Linked DNA regions of Triticum aestivum: region 2 is linked to region 1. Evidence: chromatin contacts called from public Hi-C data. All regions are on one chromosome and are shown on one strand. Each heading gives the region's core, a stretch centred on a gene start, on an enhancer-like site or on the middle of the called end of the contact. The rest is flanking DNA. Distances are from core to core; before and after follow the strand shown.

The links. A called contact is a pair of places that touch in the nucleus more often than the background predicts.
Region 2: a contact with region 1 is called in a Hi-C map of leaf, with 4 times the contacts expected there. The contact joins the enhancer-like site here to the promoter of LOC123054468 in region 1. A contact is called at or near these places in 4 of 5 Hi-C or Micro-C datasets (leaf and root) and 1 of 1 datasets of contacts at active chromatin or transcription factors (leaf).

The regions. Positions count from the first base shown.
Region 1 is chr2D:556,775,975-556,782,665 of IWGSC CS RefSeq v2.1, forward strand. LOC123054468 (secretory carrier-associated membrane protein 6) reads left to right here and starts at 3,760. Exons shown (of 12, transcript XM_044478249.1): 1 at 3,760-4,015; 2 at 4,156-4,275; 3 at 4,367-4,429; 4 at 4,519-4,552; 5 at 4,664-4,786; 6 at 4,941-5,003; 7 at 5,087-5,180; 8 at 5,682-5,727; 9 at 5,834-5,901; 10 at 6,414-6,462; 11 at 6,631-6,691. The coding sequence starts at 3,956.
Region 2 is chr2D:556,875,806-556,882,496 of IWGSC CS RefSeq v2.1, forward strand. It overlaps LOC123054470 (receptor protein kinase-like protein ZAR1), which reads left to right. Exons shown (of 2, transcript XM_044478250.1): 1 at 1-1,650; 2 at 4,494-5,443. The coding sequence starts at 108. The coding sequence ends at 5,206. Among protein-coding and RNA genes, the nearest start is that of LOC123054470, 3.6 kb to the left of the region's middle. Within about 2 kb of position 3,351, at least 3 of the 8 cell types and tissues checked have an H3K27ac peak or open chromatin away from gene starts, as enhancers often do. A contact at or near this core is called in leaf, where this site is marked.

The DNA of each region.
Region 1 (6,691 bases), core at 2,510-5,009:
TCCATCGGCGCAAGTTTTCTTAGTGCAACTAACGTAAACAACACAAGACGCGGCCTCTCCTAGTTAATTAAGATCCCAGCTCGAGCTTTTGGGGAAGCGCGAAGAGGCATGTGGAGCTCGCACATGGTTTGTTCAAAAGTTCAAATTAAACGAGGCTGTGGCCTCTGGGTTAGAAAAGAAGGTAGGCCAAGCCTTTGCTTCCGTTGAGAGCCAGACCCATGGACGGTTCCATTCGTCCCTAATTTTGGGTCCTTGGACTGTGAGCTCGGTACGTCGTCACCTCGGAAGCTTCACAAGCTCAAATTATTCGCGGTGACTATTTATCGCATTAAGCGAGATGAAAAGTTTCTCTCGCTGAAGCATCTGTAAAAAGGGAGAGTGCAAGGTATCGATCCTATGATCTGCTGGTTGCTACGCAGCATTGTCGCCACTGAGCTAAATGCAAGTTCGTATTGAGTAAGCAGGCCGCGACCAAATAGAAGGAGAAGAGCAGTGTTTTTTGTTTTTCTGATGTTTTCTCCATTTTTTTGTTTTTTTTGGTTTTTGTTTGGTTTCTTATTTCTTCTCCGGTTTCCTTTTTTCGTTGTTATACTTTTGTTTTTTTTTGTTTTCCATTTTGGTTTCTCTTTGTTTTTTCATTGTTTTTATCCATATTTCTTTTCTTTCTCCTTTTTCTCAGTTTCTCTTTGTTTCCTTTGTTCTTTTTTTGTTTTCTCTTTTGCGTTTGTTTCTTCGGTTTTATTTTTTATTTTCTTTTTTCTCTAGTTTATGTTTATTTCGACACATTTTTTAATTAATGGTCAACATTTTTCCTGGTCAACATTTGTAACATTTTTAATACATGGTCTACATTTTTTGTATACTTTTTAACATTTTTTAAATGCTTGCTTACATTTTAAAAACACTTTTTCAACATTTTTTTCAAATACTTAATTAACATTTTTACATACATGATCAATTTTTTTCATTATTTATTTAATACATGATTAACATTTTTTCTATACACAGTTAACGTTTTCCAAATGCTTGGTTAACATTTTTGAAATACTTGCTCAACATAATTTTTTGAAATGCTTGATTAATATTTTGATATACATGATCATAAAAAGTCATCATTTTCTAATAAGTGATCAACATTTTCTGTATACACGTTCAACATTGTCTGAACGCTTGTTCAACATATTTAAAATACTAGTTCAACATTTTTTAAATACTTACTAGCAAACATGCCTGTGCGTTGCAACGGGAGAGAAAAAAATTACCTCTCATACACACTCTCGAGACATCATTAAATCTCTTGAAATCTTGCATGATGCCACATGGAAAACAACATGATAAGTGATGTTGCGCAAAAAATAAAGATGTGATGATTTTTTAAGTGTATTCAAGGTGTTTCCAATTTATAGGCAGTAAAAATATCTATCTAGTGCAGGTTTCTCTTTACGCTTTTGTTGTCGTTCCTCCTCGCTGATGCCCAAAAAATATTTGCATTACGACGAAAATAGCAAAGTATGCTTTATTAATTAATGATAGCATGTGCATAGGAGCATTTTTTCTTCTTCCTGATATATGTGTTTTTATTTGTAATCAAAGTCAAGTATTAATTTGGTTGAAAACATATTAGACAACTCCAAGAAAACAATCAATTTGTAAGGACATGCATACCAAATGATCAAGGTTGCATATCAAATTCAATATTATTAAAAAATCATTAAGGGAACAATTTAAAACAATGAGAAAATTGAATTCAAGCCATTGGTTTAAGTAAATCTTGTATCGGCGACATTGTACATTTTTTTCCATCAGAAACATTTTATATATACATGTTTTAATACTTTCCTATTTCATGGACAACATTTTTTAAAACATATTTATTTCTGGTGTCTACCCTTTTTATGCACATTCTACATCTTTTGTATACATCAGGAAATTTTTTCATATACACGTTTAACATTGTCTAAATACATGATAATATTTTTTGAAAAGCTTATATTTTCTATGTCTACCTTGTTCCATGCACATTGTATATTTTTCTATACATTTTTATTATACACCGGAAACAATATTTATGCACATTTAACATTTTTTAAATGTATGATTAACATTTAAAAAAAGAAAAATATTTTTTTATTTTTTATATGCACTGTACTGTTTTTTTGTATATAATGGAAATATTTTTTCTATACAAGTTTGACATTTCTTTCATGCATGATTAATATTTTTTCAAAGTTTACATATAAGTGATTTTTATAATTGAAATATTGAGAGTATTTCGAAATAAAGCCAAAAGAAAAAAATACAAAACGAATTTAGAAAAAGTGTTGAAGGCCGCACTGGGCCGGCCCAATGGGGCATCTGTTTAATAGAGAAAAGGGGGAGAAAAAGGAGAGAATGTGGGGTCAAACCTGGGTGTCCTAGGTAGAAGAAAGCATCCAGCCAGTTGAGGTGGCCATGCACTTGTGATTTGTGGGAGGATCGCTGCCTATTGAATCAAAACCAACGACGGACTTATAAGTAAAAAAACAAATCGTTTTTCCCACTTACCGGTGGCATAAGAGGTAATTCATGTGAACTCTAGGGGAAAATCCACGATGGACGAAGAGAAGCAGCCCTCTCTTTATTATTAGGTTAAGATTCAAAATTTTCAAATACTTGTTTAACATTTTTTAAATACTTGTTCAACATTTTTAATACTTATTCAATATTTTTTAAATACTTGTTCAACATTTTTCAAATGTGTTTTGTACAATATTTTTTGTAATATATACAAACACACATATACATATATGTTATTTTAAAGTATAAAAAATTACAAAAATAAAGTAAAAAATGAGAACAGAAAACAGAAAAAAAACAAAATAGAGGCCATGACCTGCTGTATGCGTGGGCTGGCCCATCTCGCTTCCGCGAGTCGGCGGGGCACCCCAAATTAGAGAGCAACTAGTTGAGGAGCACTCCTTCGGAGTCTCCCCAACAAACATATAGCGCCGCTTGGCGCGTTGTCAGCCCCCGCCACGTGTCGCGCTCTGTGCTCTCCCTTCGGATTTTATTTATTTTTATTTTTTCGCATGCGTTTTCGGTTTTTAGATGGTTTTTCTGGTTTTCTTCAACTTATCGGTTTTCCACCATTCTTTCTTAGCATTGCGACAATTTTTTTTGATTTTATGCGTGAAAAAACGAATTTTTTCCCGTGAGAGACATGGTTTTTCTTCCACGAGAGGCACGGCCGTGCTTCTCAGAAACGAAAAAAAAGACGTGTTTTCTTTTTTCTTCTTCTTCTTCCATGAGAGGCACGGTTTTACTTTCGCGAGAGGCATAGTCGTGCCTCACGGAAACAGCATCCGAAAAGGAAAAAAAGTTTGATTGTTTTAGTAAAATTAAATTTGTCAAAACCTACCGACATGGGATCTAGTTTTGAAGGTCTCGACGCGAGGAATTCAAGGATGAGAATGATTTGAGATTTGGATGGACGGTTTAAGAAATAAAACATTTTAAATAAATAGATATGAAAAAAGGGAAAACTCTAAGTTGCGACAAGTGGAGCACATGCAACGCGGCACTTGTCACAACCTGAGAAGGGGAGTGATCTTATTCCTCGATTAGTGATTTTGCCCAAATTATCGGACCGAGCAGATTGATTAACAGGATTTACGGGCCAATTCTCTAAACGGACTGATCACCAGGGGGCTTAGAAAGCACTAAAAAAACAGGGGGCTTATAATGGGCTTACTTGCAGGTGGTACGCACCTGCGACGACAACGACGACCCGTGTGAAGCGGCCCGAACCCACGCCAGTCCAGTCGCGTCGCACTCCACCCAGAGAGGTCACGTGAAAAGCAGCACCAAGAAGGGAACGGACTGCTTGGACTGGAAGCGACCCGCGTCCACCACCGCCGCTTTCCCCCTCGCCCCCTCACCGCGCGGCGACGCCGAGCGACCCAGCGGCGAGCCCGGCATGCATCACGACCCCAACCCCTTCGACGAGGGCACCGCCGGCGACGAAAACCCCTTCTCCGTGAGCCAACCTCCCCTCCCCTCTCCCCTCTATACGCTCATCTATCGCCCCCTCGTTTTGCGGAAAAACCCTTGCCGCCTACGGCGGGTTAGTGGTTCGGCAGATCTGAACTCCCGCGTGTTGTTTCTGTCGCGCTGCAGAATGGAGGAGGCCGCGGCGGGAAGCAGCAGCACGGCTTCCGGCCCACCGAGCCCGTCGGCTTCGGCGGCGGCGGCAGCAGGGGCGACGCCACCGTCGACGTGCCCCTCGGCAACATGGGCGTAAGACGCTTCACGCTCTACTTATCCTTTTTAGTTTTCGTTCACTCGGCGTTCGGCTGCACGAATCTGATGGTTCTGGTGCGCCGCGCAGGACTCGAATGGCAAGGCGAGGGAGCTCTCGTCGTGGGAATCAGATCTGAGGCGTCGTGAGGCGGTGGGGTTTACTCTCCTCTTTGCCCTTAAACTCTACTACTAGTTTATTAGGTTGTGTGGTGTCTCACGGCGTTTGTTCTGTGGCTCCAGGATATCAAAAGGAGGGAGGAATCGCTGAAGAATGGTGAGCCGCTATTTCGTTGGTGGTGTCAATTGTGTTTCAGTTATGAGTTGTGTTAGCACTTAGCAGTAGTGTGCTTATTTCTGCTTTCCTTTTCTTCTTTCTTTGATGCAGCTGGAGTGCCCATGGAGGAGAAGAATTGGCCGCCTTTTTTCCCGATTATCCACCATGACATCGCCAATGAGATACCTGCAAACGTGCAGAAGTTACAGTATCTGGCGTTTGCAAGCTGGCTTGGTATGTACTTGTTGACTGCTGGTGGTGCTTTTTTTTTTGTATCTCCAGTTTGGCAGTAGAATTATGCAATTGTGGTGTTATAGGTTGTAAATATGGTTCATTTCAGAGGCACATAGTTATGATAGTTTCGGTTTTGTGTTATTTTAATTTGCAGGAATTGTGCTCTGCCTCTCCTGGAACTTTATTGCTGTCATAGTCTGCTGGATCAAGGAGGGAGGTGAGTTTTCATCACTACCTATGAATGCCTGGGTGTTCTTGTACATTGGGTGATGTGAATGCTTGGGTTGTTTACGCTTGCAGATTCAAAGCTGTTCTTCCTTGCTACAATCTATGCTTTGCTTGGAATTCCCCTTTCTTACTTGATGTGGTATCGACCCCTCTATCGTGCAATGAGGTATGCTATCATGGTACCACTTTAGCACTTCCACCTATCAATGGAAAAAGGACATCGTGAGTGAATTTATTATTTATTTTAGGGCTTTCCACCTACGCACATCACAAAGACTGTATTTCTTTTCCCTAAATGTTCTATGCGGACCTGCAATATTTACTAGCATTGTTTCTATCGACCGAAACTATTAAAGGGCAGTTTATGCGAGTTTAGAACTTCTGCATAATTTCCTTGAAAAATTTCTTATACACACAATTCATGATGCATGTGATAGCTACGACAGTTACAAAAATATTTTGGTGGACCTGCACCAGCTACACATAATTGTTTCCATTTCATGTATAAGTGACCAATTGATGGGTACAGTCATCCTAAGCTGATAGTATGACAGATTTTAGAAGTGACTGCTTTTTCAGTCCAATTGTTTACAATTTAAGAGAAAAACTGAACTGTGCATTATGATGTGTAGAAGCATCTGATATGTTCATTTACTTCTTTAAACAGGACTAACAGTGCATTCAGTTTTGGATGGTTTTTCCTGTGTTACCTGGTAAGATCTGCCTGCAAAGCTTATTTAACTTCCTCTTGAGTCTGACATTTCAACTGTTGTATTTATTCTTATCACACGGCCACATTTTTCTTGTTGTTTGGTGCAGATCCACATTGGTTTTTGCATAATTGCTGCCATTGCTCCACCAATTGTATTCCAAGGGAAATCATTAACGTAAGCTACCACTACTTTTATTCAGTGCACATCATAATTACTGTGGTAAATTTCTATTGCACCAGTGTTACTATTTGGAACAACTGGCGACCACCATACTATGAGGGTATTTTTATTGAAATCAACAGGATGTTAACAATTAATAAAAGTCAAACTTGTATACATAATAGTTGTACATGTGGTCTCACTATTCTGTGGTTTCCATCGTATTGAGACAGCTGAAATTTTGAATTGCCTGTTTCACTATGTGCCTACAAGATCTGTAATAAATTGTTTGCGTATGCTCTTCTAGCATGATCTAGTGCCAGTGTTCTGGACTAACTGACTGACTGACAGTTGAATATCTCAGTACTGATGGAATATGTTATCATTCTACATTGTATTTAACCAGTATGTATGTAGCCGGCTGATATTGAGTATTGACTAGGAAATGGATGCCTGTTATTTTTTAGCTTAAGACCAATATCTCTTCATAGGTACCCACTATAAGCTTTTTCTACTTTTCTCTCCAGGGGCATATTGGCCGCGATCGACACTTTCTCTGAGCATTTGATAATTGGGGTGAGAACATTGTTCCCTCGTACCTTGTTCCCTTCACACCTCCTTGCAGTGAGAAAGCTGGACATGTTTTGCCCGCGATCTCTTGAATATGTCAAAAGCACTGTGAAGTAACTTTATCTCCAAGTATCAACTTATAGGGCATTAAGTATCAAATATTTGCTTTTGCAGATCTTTTACTTCGTGGGGTTTGCACTATTTTGCTTGGAGACACTGCTGAGCATCGGGGTTC
Region 2 (6,691 bases), core at 2,101-4,600, 99 kb after region 1:
TTTCTATAACCCCTAACCTCTGCTGCCGCACCTCTCTGTAGCCACTGACAGTCAGTGTTAGCCAGAGACACACGCTGACACAGACGATAGAAGAGTTTGTTTTGCTCATGAGGACAGTCCCGACCACGATTCTCCTCCTGCTGCTGCTCCTCGCATTGCCGCCGGCGCCGGCCGTCGCGCTCACCGACGACGGCCTCGCGCTGCTGGCCTTCAAGGCGGCCGTGACCGACGACCCGGCCTCGGTCCTCGCCAAGTGGTCCGAGTCGGACGCCGACCCGTGCCGCTGGCCCGGCGTCACCTGCGCCAACATCTCGTCGCAGCCGCGCGTGGTCGGCCTGGCCGTCGCCGGCAAGAACGTGGCCGGCTACATCCCCTCGGAGCTCGGCTCGCTGCTCTTCCTCCGCCGGCTCAACCTCCACGACAACCGCCTCAGCGGCGGCATCCCGCCCGCGCTCTCCAACGCCTCCTCGCTCCACTCCATCTTCCTCTACAACAACGCGCTCACCGGCAAGCTCCCCATGGCGCTCTGCGACCTCCCGAGGCTGCAGAACATCGACGTGTCCAGGAACTCGCTCTCCGGCGAGCTGCCGCTCGACCTCCGGAACTGCCGGAGCTTGCAGCGTCTTATCGTCTCCAGAAACACCTTCTCCGGCGAGGTGCCCGCCGGTGTTTGGCCGGAGTTGTCCAGCCTGCAGCAGCTCGACCTCTCCTCCAACGCTTTCAACGGCTCCATCCCGCCGGACCTCGGCCAGCTCCCCAAGCTCTCCGGCACGCTCAACCTCTCGCACAACCAGTTCTCCGGCATCGTGCCGCCGGAGCTCGGCCGCCTCCCGGCGACCGTCACTCTCGACCTCCGCTTCAACAACCTCTCCGGCGCCATCCCGCAGACGGGCTCCCTCGCCAGCCAGGGCCCAACTGCGTTCCTCAACAACCCCGCTCTCTGCGGCTTCCCGCTCCAAGTTGCCTGCCGAGCCGTCCCACCGCCGACGCAATCTCCGCCGCCACAGAACACCAGTTCATCAACAGCCTCCGCCTCTAACGACAGCCAGCATCAGCCAATTAAATCAAGCCTCATAGCGCTCATCTCCGTCGCCGACGCCGCCGGCGTCGCCCTCGTCGGCATCATCCTGGTGTACATATACTGGAAAGTCAAGGACCGGAGGGAAGGCCGCCGCGGCCGTGGCCGTGCAATCGCAGAAGACGACGACGATGATGATCGGAACAAGGGGCTGTGCGGCTGCATTTGGGGCCGCCGCGACAGAGGCTGGGCGGACGGCTCGTCGGACGACGAGGAAGAAGGAGACGGCAAGTGCAGCGGCGCCGACGGGGAGCTTGTAGCGATCGACCGGGGATTCCGGATGGAGCTGGACGAGCTGCTCCGGTCATCCGCGTATGTGCTGGGGAAGGGAGGGAAGGGGATCGTGTACAAGGTGGTGGTGGGCAACGGCTCGACGCCGGTGGCCGTCCGGCGGCTGGGCGGCGGCGGCGGTGGCGCTGAGAGGTGCAAGGAGTTCAGGGCGGAGGCGCGGGCGATGGGGCGGGTGCGGCACCCCAACGTGGTGCGGCTGCGCGCTTACTACTGGTCACCCGACGAGAAGCTCGTCGTCACCGACTTCGTCGGCAACGGCAACCTCGCCACCGCGCTGCGTGGTAAGTAAAAGTACCACCGGTCAACTTTTTCTTTTTTATATCACGCCGGTCAACTCGCTTACTGCTCTTTCGCTTTGAACAAGACTCTGCTCCTGGTAGTATAACTTGAAGCCAATCTCGCTAGAATAGTAACTCATCTTAATAGAGTGTGTGTTAGTTTTAATTTTATTTTTATGTTGCTTGATTACGTATTAAATGCACGACAACAACATTGAAATGTGATATACTCCCTCTGTAAAAATATAAGACCTTTTAGATCACTAATTATACAACCAATGATGACATATGGCAAGAATTTCATGGAAGAGTCATAACTTTTGCCAAACAAAAAACATACAGTTAGGGTATGGTTTCTCCTTATTTTAATCCGTGACACACCATCAAATAAAGTTCGACGTCTCCCACCCACCCATCCGCCCCTCCTTACCCTCCTCTTTCGCCCTCCCTACTCGTCGTCGTCAGGCAAAGCTCGTGCGGCAGCAACTGCAGCAGGGCATTTTCCTTCCCATGCAGCTAACAATGTCTACGCGTGTAAGGTCGAGCCGGTGTTTGCACATGGTCAACCAGTGCCCCGGGCGTGGATTTGGCGTGTGGCCAGAGCGTGGATCAAGCGTAATCGTGTTGCACCTCGGCGTGCGGCCCCTCTCAGACGTCTTTAGGGGGACTCTGACATCGGCGATGGCGCTCGCATGGTGTGGTGGCTGGGACATGCAGATCCGACATACCCCAGTGTGTTGATCGATGGGGCAGCGGGCGCGGACTGGTGCGGCTCACGACGGGGAGGCATGCCGAATCATGCGGGTCCGGTGCGGTGCATCGGACGTCGGATCGGTCTCGTGAGGAGGTTGGGGTAAGGTGCCATGCTCCTCTTCCTCACCGTTGCGGACAGGCCCTACCGAGGCCAACTTTGGCTCCATCGTGGGCCGGAGCGAGCATTGGCATGTAGGTGGTGCATCTCAGGGCAGTGACTGTTAGGCTCAAACGGCAATCATCGGCGAGATGGCGGTGCAACAATGATCGGAAGCGACGCGGTGTTGTCTTCCCTTCCGGTAATTTCTCCTTTGCCCTGCCAAATTCTATGTGAGCATGACGGTAGAATGGTGGACAATGACTATGGTGAGAGACATAACTCCTAGATGACAACCCATGATCTAACTCGCATGATAAGGCTGCTTCGAAGTCCCCATATGTTTACCTTCTTGAAGTTGTTGGTTTGAAGATATGTTTTGAAGGTTATAGGCCAGGATCTAACGTCTGGGGAGCCAACCGACTTTGACATGCAAGTGGCTATTTCTTTTTGAAGGCTTTGTCTTAGAGCTTTGCGTCCTTTGTCTGTTAGTAACATATCACCTTGAGGTTTAGTGGTAGGATTTGAAGATGCCGTCACGAGGCATGTTCTATCTATAGGATCTCCCCGTAAAATCCCACTTAAACTATAAGTGGTTGGATTCAGGTCAAATGTCTCAAAATTCGACTAGATTGACAGAGGGTAGAAACAAGTGTAAAGTATGATTGGTAGAAAATCCCCGGTCGGCCGGGATCGGCTCTCGGTGGCAAACGACCTGCCGTGCCGTGCGACCGAGGCATCATCCCATCAACAGTTTCCTAACGGACGACGGACCGGTCAGGCGATTCGATCCACTGCATGACAAGCGGCGAGAGCGAAAGCTTCCAAACACCGCACCGACCTGTGTGCCCGGACGGAGATGGACCACACTCTGCCATCCATGCCGGGCATCCGCTGTCGACCGGATGGATGGATGGTTCCAGCGACATGCAAAAAAAAAATCATTTTCGCCTCATGTTTTGGCTCGTAGGTGCTCTCCAATGACAGCAGCGAGCTGTTGCTTTCTGCTTGAAAACCAAGGGAGTTGCTAGCGTATCTTAAGAGCTTTTTTTAGCGTAGCTTAAGAGCTAAGAGTCGCGCCATAAGCTGGGGCCGGCCAGTAACTGAATATACTGCACCAAAAACTACGTATTGTTTATGGTGTACACGCACACTTTACAGGCCAATACCTCACAGGATCAAGTCATTTTTAAGGTATCCTCCATACCAGCACTTGCACAATACTGAGAAACCAAAGAGGGAAAGAGCAAAGGAATGCCTTTACACCATCCTGATTCCTGCGTGCAGAGCCTGGAAGGAGGAAAAAGAGAACTTTTTAGGCCTGGAACCTTTGTCACTGTCACGGCCTAACAGAATGATCTTCTAGGGCTAAATATGATCCCGGAACGGAAAAGATTTCCACGCGACACTCGAGCCAAAAGCAGAGGCGATAATTGAGACCGCGGAGGCACGCCTTCCTCGGCGACGCGCATGCATGAGCATGATCAACGAGCGCTTTTGATTACTGGGTGATCGATGATGAGCGTAGTGCTGAGGCTGCTGTTGATGCTGCCTTTCTATGTGGCTTTCGGGCCTTGATAGGACAAAGCTTGACAACTTTGTGAGGACGCCATGATAACTGGTGTGTGTGTGTGCAGGCAGCAATGGTTGGTTCGTTTGTGTGTTGTGAGAAGCCATGTGCTTGCGGCAACAATTAGTACCATTGTCAAGTGCATGACAAATCAGGCACAACGTGGGCCATTAATGCTCACTGCACAAGTCCCTTCCTCATATGCAGTCAGTGTCCATGAACAGTGCCATGGCATGGCTGCTTGTGTCCGTGCAAAGCACCAAAGCTTTTTAATTTCTGGTGATGTGGACACGCCACTCTACTAATTAAATGGCCATTAATTCTGTCTGTAGCATTTTTGTTTCTTACTCAGAATCAATGCCCACCAATTCTGGTTAGCAATATACACATGCATGCTAACTTTTAGTTACCGCGTCCACGTTGCAGGTCGCGCCGGTGAACCTGTGCTGTCGTGGGCGGCGCGGCTGAAGATCGCCAAGGGCGCGGCGCGCGGCCTGGCGTACCTCCACGAGTGCAACAGCACCCGGCGGTTCGTCCACGGCGAGGTCAAGCCGTCCAACATCCTCCTGGACGCCGACTTCACCCCCCGCGTCGCCGACTTCGGCCTCGTCCGCCTGCTCGCCATCGCCGGCTGCGGCCCCGACGGCGCGCCGCCGTCCTCAGGGGGCAGCCTCCTCGGCGGCGCCATCCCCTACACGAAGCCGCAGGCGCCGGCGCAGGCGAGCGGCTACCGGGCGCCCGAGGCGCGCGCGCCGGGGGCGCGGCCGGCGCAGAAGTGGGACGTGTTCTCCTTCGGGGTGATCCTGCTGGAGCTGCTGACGGGGCGGGGACCGGCGGACCACGCGTCGCCGTCGACGTCCGCGTCCTTCTCGGGGCCGTCCACGACGACGACGGACCGATCCGGGAGCGCGGAGCACGAGGCGGTGCCGGAGGCGGTGCGGTGGGTGCGGCGCGGGTTCGAGGACGCGCGGCCGGTGGCGGAGATGGTGGACCCGGCGCTGCTGCGGGAGGCGCCGGCGCTGCCCAAGAAGGAGATCGTTGCCGCGTTCCACGTCGCGCTGGCGTGCACCGAGGCCGACCCGGAGCTCCGGCCCAAGATGAAGACCGTCGCCGACAGCCTCGATAAGGTCGGGTCGTGAGGACGGATGCATCATGCACGTACGGCCATTGGCTTACGCTGCCACGTTATGTGTTCGTGACAAAGCTCGTCTGGGAAGTCTTCTTTTCTTGAGCTTTCCTTCCTCTCTGGCTCTCAAGCTCTTCATATTCTTTTTTATTTATTTTGTAATTGGGGGTTTCTTGGCTATTTGTTCCGACAAAACTGACGATTTGTGATCATACAACAGCATATATAGAAGTGTACTTTTCCGCGTCCATTCCATAAAAACTGGGTTTGCAACTTTGCATGCATACCACGATGCATCGCAGTTTAGCTGAATGTCAGTCGCCTGAAAATGATATTTGGGTTAGTCGATTTTGCATGATGAAAGCAGCAGCGGTCGAAGAGAAAAAAGGAGTCGGCTCGCGGAAGAAGCAGCACCATCTAGGTCTATCTTTGGAAGGCAGGCTCGCTGGGTGTCTATCTTAGGGTGGCAAGCTTGCTGGGTATCTATTTTAGGGCTGTGGGGTTGCAGATTTGACGGAAAAATATGGAGGTTCGCCAGGGTTAGAGGGATGGCGATGGGCGGCGAGGCAATCGCGGGAGCACCGCCGGCTGTGGGCGGCGGTAGCATGCGGTTGGACCGGTGGTACCTCGGGCGGTTTGGGAAAAAAGATGAACAGGGGGATGGGAACGAGGTTGAAGAAAGCGATATGTCATTCGTTTTACATCTGGCGACTTAAAACAAATTGATTGACAAAAAAATAGTCAACTGGCATCTAGCTAGTCCCATACATTGGTTGCATTAGGGCGAGCAAGGGCGGCCGCCCGGAGTTTCTTTTAGAAGTAACCACATACATTTCATTAGAAAACCGGGTTAAAAAAAGTTCACACAGTGTCACTACAAGAGACATACACAATGCGTTGTAATATTGCATCAAAGACTGCACAAGAAGTAAAACTAGAATTTCACTCTGGCAGAATCTTGTGTCATGCTGAAAGGTCGCCCACCATCATCTTCCACGGTCCCGAGGCAACACTGAAAAAAGAGGGGATTTGCCATCATACACATATCTAGAGGAGCACCTTCGCATATAAGGATGCTTTTCGGGCCGATGAACCGAATCGATGCAAGCAACAAGGCCAAGGCTTATTGGCATGTCGGTCGGGGTTCAACACCGTTAACTTCATCCGACGCGGTCGAAGAAGAGGAACACCGTTGTCTGCCGCCATCCACACACCCCAATGCAATACACCAAACACAACTGCAACAATCAACGCCAACGCCACCCGGGAGAGCGTCGTGTGTCGACCATCAGACACAAATCTCACCGGATCTGAAGACCGACAAGAAAACTGAGCCACCTACTCCTCGATGCCGCCCATTAGAACGCCACCGAGATGAAGAAAGAGTAGAAGCAGATTATTCCGCTCGGCGCCATCTCCACCATTGATGCGGCACCTCTAACAAAAAACTATGCCTAGCCTATCTCCCTACTGAAGAGAAATGTCGGGGTTCCCTTCC